Linked DNA regions of Cricetulus griseus: region 1 is linked to region 2. The links are chromatin contacts, called in public Hi-C maps. All regions are on one chromosome and are shown on one strand. Each heading gives the region's core, a stretch centred on a gene start, on an enhancer-like site or on the middle of the called end of the contact. The rest is flanking DNA. Distances are from core to core; before and after follow the strand shown. Region 1 overlaps Shank1 (SH3 and multiple ankyrin repeat domains protein 1). Region 2 holds the start of LOC103161573 (formyl peptide receptor-related sequence 4).

Evidence for each region. Hi-C and Micro-C count contacts between places; a contact is called where the count stands out from the background.
Region 1: a Hi-C map of liver shows a contact between it and region 2, with 3 times the contacts expected there. The contact joins the enhancer-like site here to the promoter of LOC103161573 in region 2. A contact is called at or near these places in 4 of 8 Hi-C or Micro-C datasets (the CHK-Q cell line, the CHO-K1 cell line and liver).

What each region holds. Positions count from the first base shown.
Region 1 is chr6:153,208,385-153,211,084 of CriGri-PICRH-1.0, forward strand. It overlaps Shank1 (SH3 and multiple ankyrin repeat domains protein 1), which reads left to right. Exons shown (of 23, transcript XM_035446621.1): 15 at 1,591-1,673; 16 at 1,922-2,046; 17 at 2,501-2,636. Among named protein-coding and RNA genes, the nearest start is that of Shank1, 29 kb to the left of the region's middle. Within about 2 kb of position 1,372, at least 1 of the 6 cell types and tissues checked has open chromatin away from gene starts, as enhancers often do.
Region 2 is chr6:153,136,145-153,138,844 of CriGri-PICRH-1.0, forward strand. LOC103161573 (formyl peptide receptor-related sequence 4) reads right to left here and starts at 1,270. Exons shown (of 1, transcript XM_035447014.1): 1 at 87-1,270. The coding sequence starts at 1,075. The coding sequence ends at 122.

The DNA of each region.
Region 1 (2,700 bases), core at 122-2,621, 72 kb after region 2:
AGAGAGGGTACATGGCCCTCGTCCTGGGATCTAGATGCTAACACAGACTGCTGCTGCAGAGAGGCACTGCAGTGCCTGTATTCTGGTGGTGCTAAATATTCTGGGGTATTCTGCAAGGAATTGGCTTGAAGTAGAGCAGCTAGGTGCTCCTGTCCATATATTAGGATGAACAGGGAATGGCTGTAGCCTGCTGAGGGGGTAGAGTGATGATCCAGGATCTGAGGCTGTGCTGCAACCAACCTGAACAAGCGTAGAAATGAGTGCTATGATTTTAATTTTATTGGTTTTCTCTGTGTTGTATCCTACTAAGATGTACTGGTGACATATATAGCTTTAGAACTGACACTGTATTCAGGGGGAATTGGTGTTTATTTTTTCCAATGCTGGAGATGAAACTCAGGGCCTTTGTGCATGATCCATACCCTAGCGCCTCTCTGAGGGATTCTAGGCAGATACTCCAGCACTGAACCACACTCCAGCCCTTCACTGGGGAATTCTAGGCAGATACTCCAGCACTGAGCCATGCCCCAGCCTCTCACTGGGGGATTCTAAGCATATGCTCTAGAACTGAACCACACCCTAGACCCTCACTGGGGATTCTAGGCAAGGGCATTACTGCTAAGCCGTATCCCTAGCTCTCATCCCACGTTTTATCTTCAGACAGAGCCTCACGAAGTTGCTCAGGCTGATCTTAAGCTTTGACCCTCCTTTCTCAGCAACCCCCTCCCGTAGCTGAGCTGACAGGCTTGCATCATCAGGACTGGTAATTGGTGTGTGACCAGAGTGTACTGACAGCCTGTGTGTGACACACTTGAAACTTATCAAGGGATGCATCAGTCAGCACTGTCCACCGGAACTTGCAATAACGCAGGAATGTTCTGTGTCAGCACTGTCATCAGGAACATCACGTGGCCACCATAACTGAGGAACTGACACTTTAAGTTTAATTTTGATTAGTGTTGATTTAAAAAATAGCCATGTGCAGCTAGTGGCTAACAGACTGGATGGGTAATGTAAACACTGTTTTGATTGGTCCTCTGAAGGTATTCCTGTAGTAAAGGAGATGAGATGTGTTAATGCATCCACCCTTTTGACTTAGCACCTTGGCCTCCTGGGCTCTGTGGTACACCCTGTGTGTATAGCACAGCTTCTGAACTCCCTCACAGCCTCTTCAGGCAGGCCCCTGTGACAGACTTGGAAACTGCAGCACAAAAGGTTAAAATCATAGGTTCAAGGTCACAGACAGATAGGTTCAAGCTGCCAGCTAGAACCCAGGCAGGGCTGTGAGAATTGAGAGCCTCCTCTCCCACCCCACTGGGTGCCTGGTGCACCGTGGGCTCAGTAACAGCTCTGTTGAATGGATGGGTGGATGGATTCACGGAAGGATGAATGAGGAAAGAGTGGGCGGGAACAAGAGCACCCCAGGCTCTGAGGGGGCGTTGTGAGCATAAGTACAGACTGGATGGGGGTGGGGAACTGCCGAGAATGGCCTCCATGCAGGGGCTGGGGCACCCTGTGCCTGGGTGGGGCACCCACTCTGTACCTCATGAGCCCTCTCCTCCCCCATCCCTTCCTCCTGCCTCCTGCCAGTGATTACATCATCAAGGAGAAGACAGTCTTACTGCAGAAGAAGGACAGTGAGGGGTTCGGGTTCGTGCTACGGGGGGCCAAGGGTGAGTGCTGGCCGGGGAGGGGAAGGGAGAGCCTCTCTGACCCAAGAAGCAGGGCCTGCATAGGGAGGATGGAAAAAGAGAAGGGACCCCCCACACACACAAAGACCCTAAGCCCACCCATTGCCCCACCCTGGGGTGCTGGTCCCTCAGCTCCAGTGAGTCCTCTGTGACTTGGGTCTGAGCCCCATCCCCTGCTCGGCCTCTCCACCCCCTCCCCTCCGACCCCGCCGGCTCCTCCCCGTCTGCAGCGCAGACCCCCATCGAGGAATTCACCCCCACCCCGGCCTTCCCGGCGCTGCAGTACCTCGAGTCTGTGGACGAGGGTGGCGTGGCATGGCGGGCTGGACTACGGATGGGAGACTTCCTCATCGAGGTGAGCCCCAGCCACACTGTCCTCCTGGGGATCCTGGGGACAACCCCTGAGTCTGGTCACCCCTTCAGCCCATTTAGTCTATGGAGTCATCCCATAAGGCAACTCTTCCTGGACCCTTGAAAGGTACCCATATTAGTGTGATGGCTCATACCTGTCATTCCAACTAGCTATTCCAGGAAAACCGCCACTGTCACTAGTTCAAGGCTGGCCTGGGCTACATAGTGAGTTCCAGATCAGCCTGGGCCACAGAGTATACTGTACCTTAAAATAAAAATTAAAAAGTATTGTCCCCCAACATATGCAATACACGGACATGAAGGGTGTAGGGTGACTAGAGTGTACAGGTCAGTCCATTTGGGAACACAGGTTATAAGGATGAGAAAGGGTGTGGTAGGAGGTCATTCTGTTGGGGACTCTAGAGCTGAAAGTCTTCTACCCTTCCTTCATGACACAGGTGAACGGACAGAATGTAGTAAAGGTTGGCCACCGTCAGGTGGTCAATATGATCCGCCAGGGAGGCAACACACTGATGGTCAAGGTGGTGATGGTGACCAGACACCCAGACATGGACGAAGCCGTTCACAAAAAAGGTACTTCGCTGCTGTGCTTCAGCTGTGTAGTAGAGAGCTGGCCTGGCACACACAGAGCTCTGTG
Region 2 (2,700 bases), core at 20-2,519:
CTAAGTCTCTCTCTCCCCCCACTACACTTCCTGTGCCTTTGTTTCAGCCAAGACAAGAGCCGCCCACCCCAGACTGTGCCCCACTCCCTCAGGCTGCCCCAGAGCCTCTCAGCCTCCACTCCTAATGCCTGGGTTCCTCTGCCTCCTCTCCTTCTGGAGGGAACCGTAAGGCCCTGCGCAGCCATCTCCGAATTTCCTTGTCCCCACACACATACAACAGTGGGTTGAGGAAGCTAGTTGATCCCAGCAGAGTGAGCCCCAGAGGGCTCAGCAACACCCACACATCCTCCAGCTGCAGTCGGGACCCCCACATGCCCAGGAACTTGAGCAGCAGCAGCAGGTGGAAGGGAAACCAAGAGATGAACAGCATGACTGCAGTGGCCCTTGGCGAGCTTAGCAACGGAGGCCTCCCTGAGACCCTGGCCAGCTGCAGCTGCTCCCGCACCACACTATGGAAGACACTCAGTACCCCCAGTGGCACCCCAAACCCAAACACCAGTTGATCCAGCTCAGGGCTCCAGGCTGAGGGGTCCTGGCCATGCCTAGGGGATTCCAGGGTCACTGTCCTGTTGAAAGGGTCACTGCAGCCATTTCGATCCCTCAAAGTTCCTAAGGCTCTCACAGCCAGGCCCAGCAGAAGGATCCAGAACCTACCAGCCCAGATAACTATTTGGCGGGCTATACGATGAGCCAGTGCCCAGGATGGTTGGAGCAAGGATGTACAGTGGTCAGCAGCCACATGAGTCAGCAGCCGGCCACTAGCACTGAAAGTCAAGAAGGCCAGACGTGGATCCAGGTGGCAGAAGGCAAGGCCCAGGGGCCAGCAGGTGTGGGTCCAGGTGAGGCTGAGAGGCAGGAGCCCCAGGAAGATGATGTCAGCAATGAGCTGGTGGCCAAACCAGGCTGCAGACAGAGAGACAGGAAGGAGGGATTCTCCAGCCTGAGCCAGCAGGCTGTGGCTGGCCATGTCCAGGAGGTAAGAGACAATTGCCACCAGAGAGTAAAGGAGAAAGAGAACTGCCCAGGGCAGGTACAGAATCTCCAGAGGCTGCTGCATCTCCACAGGGCTCTCCATGGCTGACTGGAGCTAGAGGGACAAACAAAGCCTCCACATCAGAGAGTCCACGCGCACACACATACACACTGTCCCAAGCCTCTCAGATGGGCACCTCAGGGACAGTCCCAGTGCCCCCAGATCCTGGTGTCATCCTCTCTTTTTTGTTTCTGGGACCTGCCACCAGTCTGCCATCTTGACAAATCATGCCTTCATGCCTTCATCACAGTGACCCAGCTCAGCCCTCCCCCTCCTCTCCAATGACCCCTCAGTCTGTTCTGATATGCAGGGCGGGGCTGACCTCCACACCCTCCCCTGTCCTGCATCTTCTATGTTTCCCCAGTGCTCCTGAGTCTAGGAAGGGAATATCCTACCTGGCACTCCCCTTCTCAGCTGTGCCCCCTCCTGTCTGTCCCTCACTCTCCAGGCCCTCCCCTCTTCCCTACCTCCTCAGTCCATTCTGAAGAACACAGACACTTCAAGTTCAAGGGCCAGTCAGTCAGGATGAAAAGCCACCAAGGCCATGAGGATTGGAGACCTGAGGGCTGTCCCATCCCTCAGTCCTCTGACTCTTGGGTGTCAACTCCAGATTTAGACTCAGGCCCACCACTTACTCCCACCCCTCATGCTCTGAGCTCACCGGTCAGTAGGTGTGGGATGTCTTTGGGACACCCAAGCAGCAGCTGGTGGTCTGGACTTCTCTTGACCCAAAGTTTAAATGCCTGGTGAGCTCACAAATAAAAGGAGTCAGACTTGGCTGGAAACCAGAGAGGCCACCCAGTCTGGGCCTCAGTTCCCCACTCTGAGAATGGAAGAAGGGCTTGTTCATCTCAGTACTCCCAGGTAGGGTCAGCGCCTCTCAGGGTTCTGTGCCTTGTGACTCTACCCACCTCACCAGCCTCCTGGCCAACACTTCCCTTCCTCTGCACTGTGGTTCCCAGAATAAGCCACATGCTTGCTTACACACACACACACACACACACACACACACACACACACACACACACACACATAGCCTGCTGGCTATTCTAACATTCTGGTATAGAATTTGGCATCATCTTGTTGCTGCAGATAACATACTCCTGTTCAAAACTTCACTGAGTGGCACCCAGGGCATAATGACACAGGCCTGTAATCCCAGTACTTGGAAGATCAGAAGTTCAAGATCACCCTTAACTACCTAGCAACTCTGAGGCCAGCCTGGCTACATAAGACCCCACCTAAAAAAAAAAAAAAAAAAAAGATAGTTGTCACAAAACCTAACAGTCTGAATGTGAGCACAGGAAATTACGAGTTGCCCTCTGACCTTCACACAAATACCACATGCTTTTACACCTCCCAAGTAAATAAATAAATACAATTTTAAGTTTAAATTTTGATCTTATGTTTATAAGTGTTTTGCCTGCCTGTATATCTTTGCACCACTTTTGAGTACCTAAATAGGGAGGATTGGAGGGCGTGGCTAGGCTTCGGTAGGAGGCAATGGTGTGGGTGGAGGAAGAGGAAGTGGGTTAGGCCAGGCTTTGTCTTGGGGTTGCTGTGGGAAGTGGGGAGGAGACAAGGAAGGAGAATGGGGTGTGGAATGGAGCCTGCAGTCAGCTTCCACCCTAACCCTGAGCTAACGCTAACCTACTCTGCTCATCAGC